Regions from separate parts of the Anser cygnoides genome. Here region 2 is linked to region 1. Evidence: chromatin contacts called from public Hi-C data. All regions are on one chromosome and are shown on one strand. The core of a region is the stretch at or near the end of the contact, and the rest is flanking DNA. Distances in the headings are between cores, read along the strand shown.

Region 1 (6,699 bases), core at 1,510-4,009:
GGCTGTGTTTGGTCTGTCCAAGCACTAAAACGAACGGTGTTGCTGAACCTCAGACCCACGGTGTGGGACGAGTGACTTAGAACTTGTCCCGGTGAAAGCACGCCAAATGTGACAACCCAAAATAACACCCTCGGCGGGCAGGTGGCATGTCGGGATGCACCCGTGCACCAGCAGCACTGAGTGTCCTGGCTGAAGCCGAGCGGTGTTCTTGGTGTGAGGTTCCTTCTAAGAAAGCGAGCGGCGCTTGTGCCCTCTGAAAAATACCAAGGAAACTCCGTGACACCCTGAGAATGTACTGCGAGAGTCTGCTGTCGCGTTTTAACACCAGCGGAAATCATTGTTCTGCCCGCTGTGTGTTAAAGGAGATGGCACTCAAGTGAAAGCAGTAGGAAGAAAAGGGACCTCTACGCAAAAATAGCGTTGGGCAAAACCAGGCGTAGTCCCAGGATTTCTTGTTTAGATAGATCAATGCCACTGAGATGTCGGAGGTGATTTTTACTCATAGGAATGCCTTCCTTCCTTTGCAGGGATGGCTGGCTTCGCCGCGGTGGTGGGCTATGGGCTGTACAAACTGAAGCACCGAGGGAACATGAAAATGTCGCTTCACCTGATTCACATGCGTGTGGCAGCCCAGGGCTTCGTCGTGGGAGCAATAACGTGTGGTAGGTACCGAGCAGGAGGTTCTTGTCATGGGTCCTTTGGGTCATGTAAACCCTCTCACACCTCTTCTGCTGGTGGATAACATCGGCATGTGTTAAAAACCCTCGGGGTGGAAACATTCGGGCTACTACATATAAATATTTATGCCTCTTTGATCACTCTTCCTAGAGTTCACATACTGTTTAAGTACATATATTCAATATTAAACTCCACTAACTTTAGGAGTAGAAGTTTTGACCACTTTTAGATGTGGACAGTATGTGTGGTTTTACAGATACGGAAATTAGAGGCAAAGAAAAAAAGGCCATCTGCTGTTAATATTTTCCCTTGAAAATATGTTGCTGTTTCTGAACTTAATGCACTGGAAAGTCAGCTTCCTGGGTCTCATCTAAGTGTTTCGGCTGTGTATGTGTGTGAATTTATATCCCATGAAACACTGTTTGCCTGTACTGTATTCCCAGGAGGTAAAAGAGCAAAGCTTGACTTTGGCTGCAAAGTGAACTAGAGTTGGCTGGGGATCTGCATACCACTAAACTAGGAAAAGTTCCTGTGTATAAAGAATTCTGTAGTGTTCATCATGGCTGTTTAAAGAGAGGATGAAACAGAAGAGTAAGGGAAATATTACTTTGGTTTCTCAGAACTTCAGTGTTCAGATTTTGAAACCCTTCATTTCATATTTAACCCAGCTTTCTAATACTTTTTTTTTGTCATGCAGGTGTGCTGTATTCAATGCTACGGGAGTATGTGATAAAGCCCAAGGAATAATGGAAGAACCTAAACCTCTGTCCTGGTGGTGGCCTGTGTACTGCAGCTATCAACTTAATATTGAGGGGTTCTTGAGGGAAAAAAAATACGTGGCTTGAGAGAATTGCCCTTTATTTTGTGTATGGTACGCTGTCCCGAGGCTGGCAGTCTGAATGATTGCATAGTAGGTAAAATGGGTATCAGGGTCTGGTTCTTTTTGATTTACACTACTCTATCCCAATTTTTAGGGGATATAGTAGAGTACAATCACTTTATCTTCCCCTTGAGTGTTAGCTCAATCCTGCAATTGGTGACTTCTCTTGCTGCTGTTGCCCAAAGTGACGAAGTTTGAACTAGCTTCTCTTAGGTAGAGGCCCCATCTGTAAGGTAGCATTGAGAATGCTGTGAATGTTCTGCTGTCACTTCCTGTCCTGTATATTTGTCAGCCTCCAGCTGTGTAATTTAGAAGCTTCTAGCAGCACTGACTTCTAAAACATCGAGATACCTATAGACATCTATTTTATTTTTTTATTTAAGGCATAAGATAAGTACGTGGTGTGTTTCAGCTATTTAAATGTTATATTTATTAATTGTTAATGAAAACACCGGCTCCCTATTTTTACTATAGGTTTTCAGATGCTTTGATTACTGTATTTTGTAACTTTATTTACAGTGTTCTTCTGAGTAACATTTAAATGTAACATTTGAAATGCACTTTGATTTGTTCTAATGCTTTTAAAATATGATCTAGCTCTGACTTTTGCAGTACCATTCCCCACAGAAGTTTTAAAACGTTTGAATCTGAAAAGCCGCCCTCATACTTTGTGAGGCGTAAAATCTTTCTCTGCAAAGCGCCAGTGTTATTTTACACAGGAACCCCTTGAATCTCTTAACAGCAGTCACAAAAACGTGTTCATGAAGCAAATTTGTAGAAAACCGGCAAGATTTTCTCCGACGAGCTTACATTCCATGGTGGCAGTGTGACAAGAGGAGGTCTAATAAAGCAAGATACACCCTGCACCGGTGTGATTTGTTGAGAGCAGCGTGTGATATGATACAAATAAAATATGATGTGAATAAACAGCCGTGAGCAATGGAGACGAGCTGGTTGAGTTTTGACTGGGGATTTATGGTGGGGCTCCCCCTGTGTGCAAAACCTCCGGGGTGGGGGGGGTGGGGACTGTGTGAGGGGGTACATAGGGATTTAAAAAAAAAAAAAACCCTGAGAGGGCAGGGGGCTGCTATGGAGGACCCCAGCCCTCCCTCAGAAGGGCGGAACGGGGGCGGGCAGAAGGAGCTGCGTTCACCCGCGGCCGCCCTACAGCCCCGCGGGACGGGGGGGCAAGGGCGCTAAGATGGCGGCCGGCTCAAGGCGCATGCGCGGCCCGGGCCACCCGCCCGTTGCTATGGCAGCCGTGTGAGGCCGCGGCCTAGCCGGGAGCCTGAAGCCTGCGCCCGGGCCTTGCTGCGGGGGCGCCGCCGCCGGGCTGGGGGCTGCGGGGGGCGGCGTAGGTGGGCCCAGGGGGTGGGGGGAGGCGGCCGGAGGAGGTCTGGAAGGGAGGGAGGCGTGGGCCGAAGGCTTGGGGCTGAGGGAGGCAGCGCGGCCTGGTCAGGCCCCTGGGGGCAGCCATGCGGGGACACCCCCCCCCCCCCCCGAGGGGAGTCTGAGCTGTGGTGGGGCCCTCGGGACCTGCTCCGTGCCCGTGGGTCACGTTGGGTGGCACTCGCTGCTTGGAAATTGAGGGGAAAGTTGTAAGCCGCGCTGCTGGTGTTTAGGATAAGCAGAGATCTCTCATTGTCGGTCCCAGCTTAGCCCCAAAAATGGGGGGATTTGGGTTTTTTTTTGAAACCTGGGGAGGAAGGCTGCATGGGCCTGGGCTGCAACCAGCCTGCGTTCCTTTTAGTCATAAAAACTAGAAGTTGCGTGGTTTGGTTGCTCTGTTTGCTTGGGTTTTCCTCCAACTTGCTCTTCTCTAAAAACGTTTCTTTTAAACAGATACGTTTACAAGCGTTTTAAAGCATTGCTTTTTGAATGCTAGAGCGAAAAAGACCTAAAGGCTTTTCTGCTTGAAAGCCGTTTATGGAAAAAAAGGGCCCTTAAAGCGAGGCTGTGAGGCTGAGGAGCGCAGTGGCTGAGAGGAGGAGGAGGAGGTGGCAGGGAGACGGCAAAGGTCGGGGTGGAAAAACTACAAAGCAGCTGTTAGAAGAGGATGTTTTGAATGTGATGTTGATCTCTGGTCTCTGTTGCTCTTCATTTTCCTCCTGCGATGCTTTTAGTAAACCATGGAGTCAGACATCAAAGCACAGGAGCATTTTAAAAGCCAGTTTAAGGCTCTTCAGGAACAACAGCAAAGAAAGCTGCAGAATCTAATGGAGAGGAAAAAGGACAAGCAGAGCAGTCAGAAGGTTAACAATGGCAATGCAAAGGAGACTTTCGGCATCCCGAATGATCTAAACCTGTTTGAAACAGAACAACCTGTAACTGAAGATGACAGCAAAAGGTAAAGGTGTAGCAGCACTGTTCCCTCAGGAGGTCACAGAACTGTGTTTTGCTTATGATCTTATGAAACTCACAATAAGAGAGCACTTTGTCCTCATGTGTTAGGCTTTCAGTAGCCTGAGAAGACTCTCGCTGTCTCTGGTGCGTTTAGCCTCAGAGCACTGTTAGGTGCATTTTGTTATCCGAGTTTCACAAACGAAGAGCTGAAGGAAGGACAGAGGGGTTGAGGTGACGTGCTAAGGGCAGCTGGGCGCCATCTGCCCACCTCCAGTCGCTCCACGATCACTAATGCCCTTTGAGCTGCTGGTTAGCTCCTGCCTCGCCTTGTAAACAGGTTTCCTACACCAATAATTTCCAAAGACCAGTGTGTGCAACGCGTCATGCAGCTAATGGGTACAAGCCAAAGGCCTGCAGCCCAGGACAGTGTTCCCCACGTACCTGTGCAGTGTGACATGATTTAGTAAGTCAAAAGACAGCCACAGGAGATGAAATATAGGAGAGTCTCATGGGTGGGGTTGCCTCACAGGTAAGATACTTGACAGGGATGTACAAGTTAGGGTTGTAAATCTTCCTGGTGGCAAGGGTTTGGGCCTTACCTCACCCACTGGTGAGTATCTGGATTGCCTGGACGCTGGGCATTCTGCTGTGGATCTTCCTGAATCTTGCTTTTGGAGCTGAGTGCAGAAATCAGTTTACTGGCGCAGATTTGGAACCCCAGCTCAGATCATTCATCCTCCTTCTAGGATGTAGTCAGTGTCTCCTTCCGACCTAATTAATTTATTTTCGCAGACTGGAACAGGTCTGGAACTGGACACATCCCGGAGATGTCTGCAGTTAGCACAGCGTTGGCTGTTCTGGGATTTGCCCCCTGTTAGTGGCGAAGGCAGCCTAAGAAATTCCCGCTTCTGCTCTCTACTTGCGCCTGTGCCGACACAGCTGTTTTCAGGGCTGTGCTGGAAATTGAATTCACTTTCTGGGGCAAGGGTAGTTTTATCTCGGGTCATTCCAGTGATCCAGATTACAGCTTTAGCCCCACAAGCTGTTTTATTGGCGTCACGATAGGGTGACGTGCTGTGGTACATGCACTGAGGTGTATACCTTTGAGACAGTTTTCCCTCCCAGAATCCAGAGTGGGAAGGGCACCTCTACCGAGGTTTATCAGGCCACTAAGCAAGGTTTATTGGGCCCTAAATGCTGGTCTTCCTTCTGTGTTACTCTGGGCAGCTCCCTGATCAGCTTCTTCTGAAGATCGCTTCCTTGAATGCCTGAGTACAGAAGCTGCAGCAGGGCTCCTGTGGTGATGCAGGGAGCCTGGGAGCGAGCCCACTGAAACTTTCAGGTGCTTCTGGGAACGTGGTGTTTGTACAAAACAGGGAGCCGAGCGTCCAGGAGTAACCTGGTGCTCTCCTCCTTGCGCCATCCGTTCCCTCCTTCACACACAGGTCCCTCTCTGTGGCTGGCTGATTGGCCAGTGTAAGCTTCTGCTCTGACCTCTGCCAGCTGTCCTCGTCCCTTCAGCATTTTCTCTGATAGCATGTACAGGTCAGCGAGGAGATTTGAATCAGTTCTTTCTCTTTAAATGCAGGGGGAGACTCATTCCCACATTTCGCGTGTGGATTTCTTTGGGCATTAGGGCTTAGGAGCTCCTGTAACATCCTGGTGCAGCGAGGTGCAGAGTACAAGAGAGTCCCAGCGACTCTGGGGCTGCTTCTCTGCCACCTACAGTTCAGAAACTGAGGTCTGAGTAATTCAGGAGCTGTTGCTTACCTCTGCGTTCAGCAGCACTGACTGTTCAAAGCCCCGTTTTGACGTAGCAGGTGTAGCACGCTGCAGGTTTATTTGTGTTGCCCTTTGTTCAGGTACATCTACATTTGGCAGAAGAGTGGTTATGAGTGTATCAAATCCAATCAGGATTTGCTTCTGGAGGGGATTCACCAGGATGCGCGGATGCTGCTTTGCAGGATTGCCAAGATAAGACGTTAGGAACACGTTTCAGAGAACCAGGGCTCCCTCCGTATGGTCTGCAGCGGCGGCGACTTGAGCGTGGCGGTGCTGTTTACAGCAGCGCCCTGAAAGCATTCTCTGCCCAGAAGTCTCCCTTCCTCTGGGCCTCGGGAGCTCATTTTTCCATCTTTCTGTTCCTGCATCCAAATTTTGGTCAGGCAAGCGCTTAGCTGACATTTCAGTCCATCTTTTTGGTTTTGTTTGTGTGCGTGCGCGTGTGACTTTATCCTCCCTGGTCTGTTTGGTGCGTTTCAGATTAAGTGATTTTCCCCATCACGTGGAGAATCCCTAACAGAGCGGGGAAAAACACTGAATTCCAGTCACAGCCCTTGCTCACAAGCTTCCCCAGCTCTCTTCCCTTGAACTGCAGTAAAACAGGTTGGCTTTCTGTGGCCTGCTGCTTTTGTCTGACTTTCCATTGCTGAACCACTTGGGTAGAACCTCCTCTGTAACGCGTCAAAGTCTCTCAGAGGAGACTCCAGCTCTTTGCAGTTGGGATTTCCATCTATTTGTTACCATGTGGAAGCCAGCTCCAGGGCAGACATCGCTGACCAGGTGTGCCGGGAGCTTAGAACCGTTTTTTCGTGTTAGTTCCGTAAAGGTTGAAAATGTTTCTGTGTATCCCTCATTAAAACTGCATGGTTTTGTTCACTTCTGTGAGTGGTACATGTGGGAATAACTTAGTTTTGTCTTTTCTCTGCTTAGATTGCTGCTTTCTTTCTTCTCCTTTGTAAACAGCTGCCTTTGATCTCCCTTTGATTTGCAGCTCTGGAACAGACGTGCACTGCTTA
Region 2 (7,124 bases), core at 1,959-4,458, 140 kb after region 1:
GGGCTCCCGGGCCCTATTAATGCAGACAGTCCTACGATGACTGTTGCGGTGGAGCTTATTTAATGTAAATTCAGACCGGAGACTAGAAGGAGAAAAGTAACGAAGGAACAGCCTGCCTGACAAAGGGACCGACGGGACGAAAAGAAACCAAAGTGAAAGGAAAAATGAACAAGAGGTCAAGCAACAATAGAAGGCACGAGAAAAAAAATGATAAGAATAAGGAAAAGCCTATCGTGAAGAGCAACGAAACAAAGCAAACCCACGCGTAACTTGTTTTCTGATGGACAAAGCCGGCCAGCAGCACGAATGGGGAAGAAAAAATTGGCACGGCCACGCGAACTGCTACAGCAGCAGGCTACATACGTGACACCCTAGCCAGGCATCAGGCTCGGGTATCGCGGTCAGAACAGAAGATCCACACAGGTTTTGCACCACAGAGCAAAGCCAATATTATTTAGAGAGGCATCTGCTGCCATCCCCAGATTCTTGGCTTACTGCAAGGAGTTTACTTGGGCACGCTCTGGGTGTCTGAGCTGGGAGGGACCCAAAACGAGGGACAAGTGCTGCCTGTGCAACTATCACAACACATCCTTATTCCTGATTTCATCTCCTTTTGCTTTTTAAAAAAAAAAAAATACCACAATGTGCGTTCATGAAAATGAAGAGGCAATTTATTTAAAGTAGTCTAAATTTCGAGTTACGCTGAAAACACTGAAACCAAGCCTACAAAGTCTGCCCCGAGCAAGAAGCCCGTACCAGCAGGGGCACAAGTTTCATTTCGAGATTCTGCAGCTGAAGTTACCAAACACACACGGAGGCACAAAAGCTGTAACGCAGCTTCTGAAAGCATGACCAAAGCCACACCGTTCATCTCCCTGTTTTGTAAGGGATCTAGTTAAACAGCAGAACTAATTCACACTCCGCGCTCCTCTCCCCTCTCACACACCACCTTTTGCAGCTCCTCCTAACCCGATCTGTGCACCGCGCTCCTATTTTTAATTGCTACAGGTATCTGCACAGCCACGGGGTAAACGCAATCGGGGAAGGGAAAGCTGAGAGTTGGGGGAACACTGCTGGTCTCCAAGCAATCAACGCTCAAAAATGACACAGTTCCCTGTCCTGCAGGCGAGATGTCTCCTGCAGCGAGAGGCACGTCCTGATTCTCTGCATTTTCTTGGGAGATGTTACTTTGATTTCTTAGTGCATACAGGGCAGGGGCCAATGCTTTGCTTCCTGGCTAGCAAGAAATGCAGCGCTGTTCTTTCCTCCAGGTCTTTCTCCCTACATTCAATAAAAATAAACAAGCAGCTAGGCTGATGGCATTAAGGCCAGATAAGCAAAATGTTAATTTGGCAAACTGCTGGCAGTTTGGAAGTTAAAATTAGTACCACCCTAGTATCGGCAGGACACTCCATCTCGCAGAGCTAACGCTTCGTGTCATCTGGAAGCACTGCTGTATCACTCACACTTCATTCGGCTCTTGAAGGTCACCTCACAGCCACAGGGGGATGTTTAAGTTTCTTAAATGCAACTTTACATCCCGAGATAGAGTTGTATAGGAAATTGATAAACAGACGCTCGCATACAGTAGCACAGCCACGTTACGCACGAGTCCTGCACCAGTATTTTATTCACTGACATGCTTCCCTGCAAAAATACGAGTGATTAATCAGGTGAAATAAAAGCAGCAGGGCTCTGCATTTCACGTTCACCCCGTTTTAAAGGGAAAATAAATACTGGCAGCAACAGAGCCGAGCCCCGCGCCTACGCCAGGTAACTTAAGCTCTGCACCACCAGGAACCTAACAGCGTGATTCCTCGCCGACAGCAGCACCAGCCACCAAATCCTAGCAGACATGAGGGAAAACGAGGTAACCTGCTGCTTTCGGGATTCACAAGGCTGAGGAGGGACGAGAAGGTAACAAACAGGAGGGAAAACCAAGTGGGAGCGGGGCTGCGAGCATACAGACAGTAAGGAGAGGTCCCCCAGATGAGGAGCCCCATCGAAAATCCCTGCCAAAGACGGAAATTCGGCGAAGGCTCAGCCTCAAACCACAGCTCCCACACCAGAGACCCCGCCACAATAAAGCAGCTTTTAGTAGCCTAATTCCCCAGTAAATCTGGATTTAAAGCACGGCGTTAAAACTCCACTTCCTTTAGCGTTTTGCTCATCAGAAATGAGTTCTGAAACGCTAACCAAAGGAACTCAAACGTAAACCTTAAGGGATTTACACAGGAGCCCTCTCGGGCCACCGGAGCCGAATTTGGGCTGAAGTTTGGGAGCAAGCCCAACGCCTGACAGCCGTGCCTGAACGCAAGGCAAACCTGCGGCAAGAGTTTTTAAATCTCCATTTTCTAAGTCCTTTGGAGAAAGACTGAGGCAGAAAATGAAAGCAAAAGCACAAGGAGGCTACGAAATCTTGCTGTGAGAGAGCTGCGGGGCCGGGAGGCACCGGGTGCTGGGAGCCCAGGACCAGGAGCCCCCCTGCAGCCAGGGGCCAGCAGGGCTAACCCCCAGCTAGCCACACCGGCCACGCTTTCTGCGTGGAAAAGAAGAGTTCTGAGACATTTCTCTTCCTTGTTTTAAAGCAGGCCGGCCCTTTATGCCCACCCCGGGGCAGGAGGGGGGCAGCAGCCCCCTGTTAATTAGGGGTAATTAGCGCACTTCCAGCAGGACCCAGACCCCCCTTCCACAGCCCCACACGCCCCAAAGGGGCTCCCCAAATTACTGCCAGCCCCCCAAACCCCTGCCGACCCCCCCCGGCCCCCAAACCCCTGCCCCCTCGGCCCCCCAAATTCCTGTTCCTCCTCCCCCAGCCCCCCCAACCCCCCCGTACCTGGGTCCCGGTTGATCTCGATGTCGAAGAAGCACTGGGGCCGGTCCTGCACCCCCATGGCTGCCCCCTCGCCCTCACCACCTGCCCACGGAGAGAAACCGCCGGGGGCTGAGCCGAGCCGAGCCGGGCCGGGCCCGGCCCCGTGAGGAGAACCCTCTCCCCTCACCGTGTAAGTGAGGGGAGGAAAGGGAGGGGGGAAGGGAAAAAACGGGATAAAATGGGGCGCCCCCCAAGCCCTGCCCTGCCCTGCCCTGCCCTGCCCTCCCCCCCCTTTACCTGACGGCCCCTGCGCTTTGTCCCCGCTCCGCGCCCCCTCGCCCTCCCCCCCCCGGCCCGGGCGCCATGAACCGGCCGCGCTCAGGCGCCGCCCCCCGCCCCCTGCCCCCCTTGGGCACGGCCCCGCCCCTTGGCCCGGCTCGGCTCGGCACGGCCCCGCCCCGCCCCGCCGCGCGCGTGCGCGCCGCGCCCCCTCCTCTCCCTCCCTCCCTCCCCCCGCCCTCAGCGGTTTCGCGCCGCTCCCTGAGGGGAAGGAGCCCCCCGCGGGGCGCGGCCATGTTGCGTTCCCCCGGCTGAGGGGGGATTTTTTTTTTTTGGTCGTTTTTAAGGGGTGTTTGGTTGTTTTTAACACCTGTGTTTTTAACGCTGTGGTTCTGCCGTTTGGGGGTGTCTGAGCACCTGGGGCAGGTCCTGACCGAAACGCTCGCCGCGATTTGTCCCTGGTCATGCTCCCGGTTCCTCGGTGCTTCCTTCAGCCAGCGTCAGGAGGAGCTGAAGGAAATGTCATTATTACAGCAGCTCATATACAGAATCACAGAATCATTAGGGCTGGAAAAGCCCTCCATCTGGTCCAACCACCCCCCTACCACCAATGTCACCACCAAACCATGTCCCCAAGCACCGCGTCCAACCTCTCCTTGAACACCCCCAGGGACGGTGACGCCACCACCTCCCTGGGCAACCCGTCCCAACGCCTGACCACTCTTTCTGAGCAGAAATGTCTCCTCATTTCCAACCTGAACCTCCCCTGGTACATACAACTCAAGACCATTCCCTCTTGTCCTATCTTCGGTTATCTGCGAGAAGAGGCCAATATATATATATGTTAAATTCGGGATATTAGACCATCCCAGGGCCTGGAAAAAAAAAGCTCTTTACTAATTACTGAACTGTCAAGTTGTTCAGGTTAGAGGTGCCAGTCTCCTTGCTAACTACATAAATCCCCTGCTCACTTTGAGCCTATGACATCCTTCAGGCATCCCTCACAGCAAGGATGCCCAGCAGCTTACAACAGCTTTTCATGTGTCCCCTCATATCCATCTCATTTGTGTAATTACTTTGTTCGCATCCTTACAGAGTCATCTTTTTGTAGGAGATGGTGGAAGGCAGCAGAGCACGTACCCTGCACGACCTGCGGCAGCTACATCTCGTACAGACTCCATCTAAAGCACAGCCCCACCACTCTGTGCGAGAGATGTCTTGTATTGCTTCCAGAAAGAAGACTTTCTGGAAGTAATAAGTTTAGTCTGGAGAATAGTTAGTCTGGAGAAGAGGGGGCTCGGGTAGACCTCATTGCTCTCTAAAACTACCTGAAAGGAAGGTGTGTGGGCTGGGGGTTGGCCTCTTCTCGCAGATAACTAGTGATAGGACTAGAGGGAATGGCCTCAAGTTGCGCCAGGGGAGGTTCAGGTTGGAAATGAGGAGACATTTCTTCTCAGAAAGAGCAGTCAGGCATTGGGACGGGTTGCCCAGGGAGGTGGTGGCGTCACCGTCCCTGGGGGTGTTCAGGGAGAGGTTGGACGTGGTGCTTGGGGACATGGTTTAATGGTGACATTGGTGGCGGGGGGGGGTTGGACCAGATGATCTTGGAGGGCTTTTCCAACCTTAATGGTTCTGTGATTCTATGACTTGTACCTTTCTGAGCAGAAGGGACACCCTTACTAAGCCCTCACCACCCAAGAAGCGATCTGTTTCTGTGTTTTTCAAAAGTTGTACAAAGCAGAACTCATTGCAGTAGTTTTACTTGGCAGCAGTATCTGCACTTATGTCCTTGTCCACAGAGAAATTCAGAGGTCTTAGATAAGAAAAATGAAATGTGCTGAGAATAAACAGTGGCAGCACTGAGATCAAGGGATGCTTTCGACAATGGGAATGTAACAAAGTGGAATTGTTTTAGGTGTACTTGATCTATAGCTTTTATGGCTGCTGTCACCACAGCATTTGAGCATCCGACGAAGTTTTAACAGCCGGATTCTGGCATTCCTTACTGTCCCTAATACCTGGTTGTGCGAGTGCTCCCTCAGGAAGCTGGTCTTTGGAGCTGTTGCAGACGTCCTTTAGGGATACTTGCATTGTAGGCTATCGCACAACATAAAATGTGGCATAGTCTGGCCCTAAACTATTTATGAAATGCCTTTATAATATAGAAGGCTATTATTTGCCTCACTTTAAAACTAGAAACTGAAGCTACTGAAACAAAAACTGAAACAAAGCTACTGAGAAATTAATACTAGGTATTCAAGTAGAAATATCAGGTATAAATTAAGTAGCTCTATAGGATTTCCTTTCCAAAATGAACATTTGAAAATAAGTCTTCTTGATTTCCCTAATCTTTCCCAAACAATAAATATTGTATGGTTACATTTTGATGTTTTTGCTTTTTTATTATTTATTTTTTTTTCTCCTGAGCTAAAATAAACTGTTAATTAATTTCTCTTTACCTGCAATTTCTTGCTTTTCTGTGTTTGGAATATGAATTGCTTGCTAAAGGCAAATGGACAAAGAAATAAGCAAAAGACTCATAAAAGGCATGGAAATGTGCTACTTGCTTTTCATGCAAGTAGCAAAGATTGTGAGCAATTAAAACAAAAAAGTTAATTTCAAGCTGTGATTATTTTAATAAAGACGCAAATTAGAAAGAAGTTTCTGGTCCCCTGGGAGAAGCTCTTAAGATCATCTCTAGGACTAAAGCTGATGAATATGCAGCCTGGTGGAAGAAAGACATTAAAAAAAAAAATATCTAAAGCATATTTGAGGCCAGTCTTTTGAAACGTGAAACATTTAGTTACAAATGGAGATCACTCCTGGTGTTCCTATGTGGGAACTGCTGCAGATGCTGTTCTGGAAATGTCCTGTGCCCATTGAAACAGCGACAAAGTCCCCATTGATTTCAGCGACCGTGGACGGAGGCTGTTTGAGGGGGATTGTGGCCTGTGTGGCAAGGCAGCGGAGTTATGGATGACAAATTGCTTTTGAATAATACGAGGTTCTGCGACCTACGTGCAAATCAGGGGGAAACCACTCAAACTGGGACATGGTCTTTATTTTCCAAAGTGTCTTTAATTGTCCTAATAAGTATTAGTCTAAACGTGGCCATGGAAGCTCTACCTAACCAGCTGTTGTTTCAAGGTTAACGTTTAGGTATTTATAGAGGCTTTTGGTTATCTTTTTGGATAAAAGATATCTCCGTAGGTAGAGCCTAGGTCTGAAACTGAAAGCAAGCTTTTTTATGAGCAACGAGTTGTTGATCAGTTCTTTCTTATGCAATTCTAGGTGTTGCCATCGCTGTTACATTTAATTTGTCAACTGTAATATTGTAGAGGGCCCGGTGTCCTAAAAACCTCTGGTGTGTTCCTTGCGTGCTGACTAGCTTCTTACCTCATTTGTGGTTTGCAGGCACCTTAGATAAGAAAGAGGAGGAATTTTCAATGTAGCTTGCCATCATGTTGGTTGTGGTGGTGGTGCTCAAAATACTTCTCTGAGACAAATCCATGACTGCTTATTCTTGATCTCGCTCTGTGGCTGCTCCGCGTGGATCTCATCCAGTGTGAACGGATACGAGGTGTTGGTGCCGAGAGAACTGACTCAGAGCTCTTCGCGAGGGTCACAAATGATGAACGTCGAGAGACACCGGATGAAGGAGCCAGAAATTTCTCCAGCTAAATTTAAAAGCTTGTGTTACCGTGGTAGAACAGAGGAGGACTGCGAGTGTTTCCTTCAGTAGTTCAGTCATGCAAAACCATTTCTTCGGTATTTTTTTTCTGAAGTATAAATATTGCATGCTGGAATAACAGAAAAATGGCTTTAATTATGAAAAGCCTCGCTGTTAAGCAAACACAAAGTTAAAAGTAAAAGCCGACAGGCAGTTATCTGTTAAGCAAACTTAACCAGTGAAAAGGTACTAAATTAAAAACCACACGTGCCAGCATTGGAGTGAGGAGTTCAGAGTGCTAAAGGGAACTAGATGGCTTGGGGATAAGTAGCAAACAGCAAAATCTGTCAGCTCTAGGCT

The links. Hi-C and Micro-C count contacts between places; a contact is called where the count stands out from the background.
Region 2: a contact with region 1 is called in a Hi-C map of liver, with 3 times the contacts expected there. The contact joins the promoter of NKTR here to the promoter of CCDC13 in region 1. A contact is called at or near these places in 3 of 7 Hi-C or Micro-C datasets (granulosa cells and liver).

The regions. Positions count from the first base shown.
Region 1 is chr2:3,475,759-3,482,457 of Taihu_goose_T2T_genome, forward strand. It overlaps CCDC13 (coiled-coil domain containing 13), which reads left to right and starts at 2,760. Exons shown (of 16, transcript XM_048062293.2): 1 at 2,760-2,916; 2 at 3,682-3,905. The coding sequence starts at 3,688. HIGD1A (HIG1 hypoxia inducible domain family member 1A) reads left to right here. Exons shown (of 4, transcript XM_048062301.2): 3 at 528-662; 4 at 1,376-2,502. The coding sequence ends at 1,425.
Region 2 is chr2:3,616,881-3,624,004 of Taihu_goose_T2T_genome, forward strand. NKTR (natural killer cell triggering receptor) reads right to left here and starts at 3,209. Exons shown (of 17, transcript XM_066991387.1): 1 at 3,113-3,209; 2 at 2,837-2,917. The coding sequence starts at 2,894.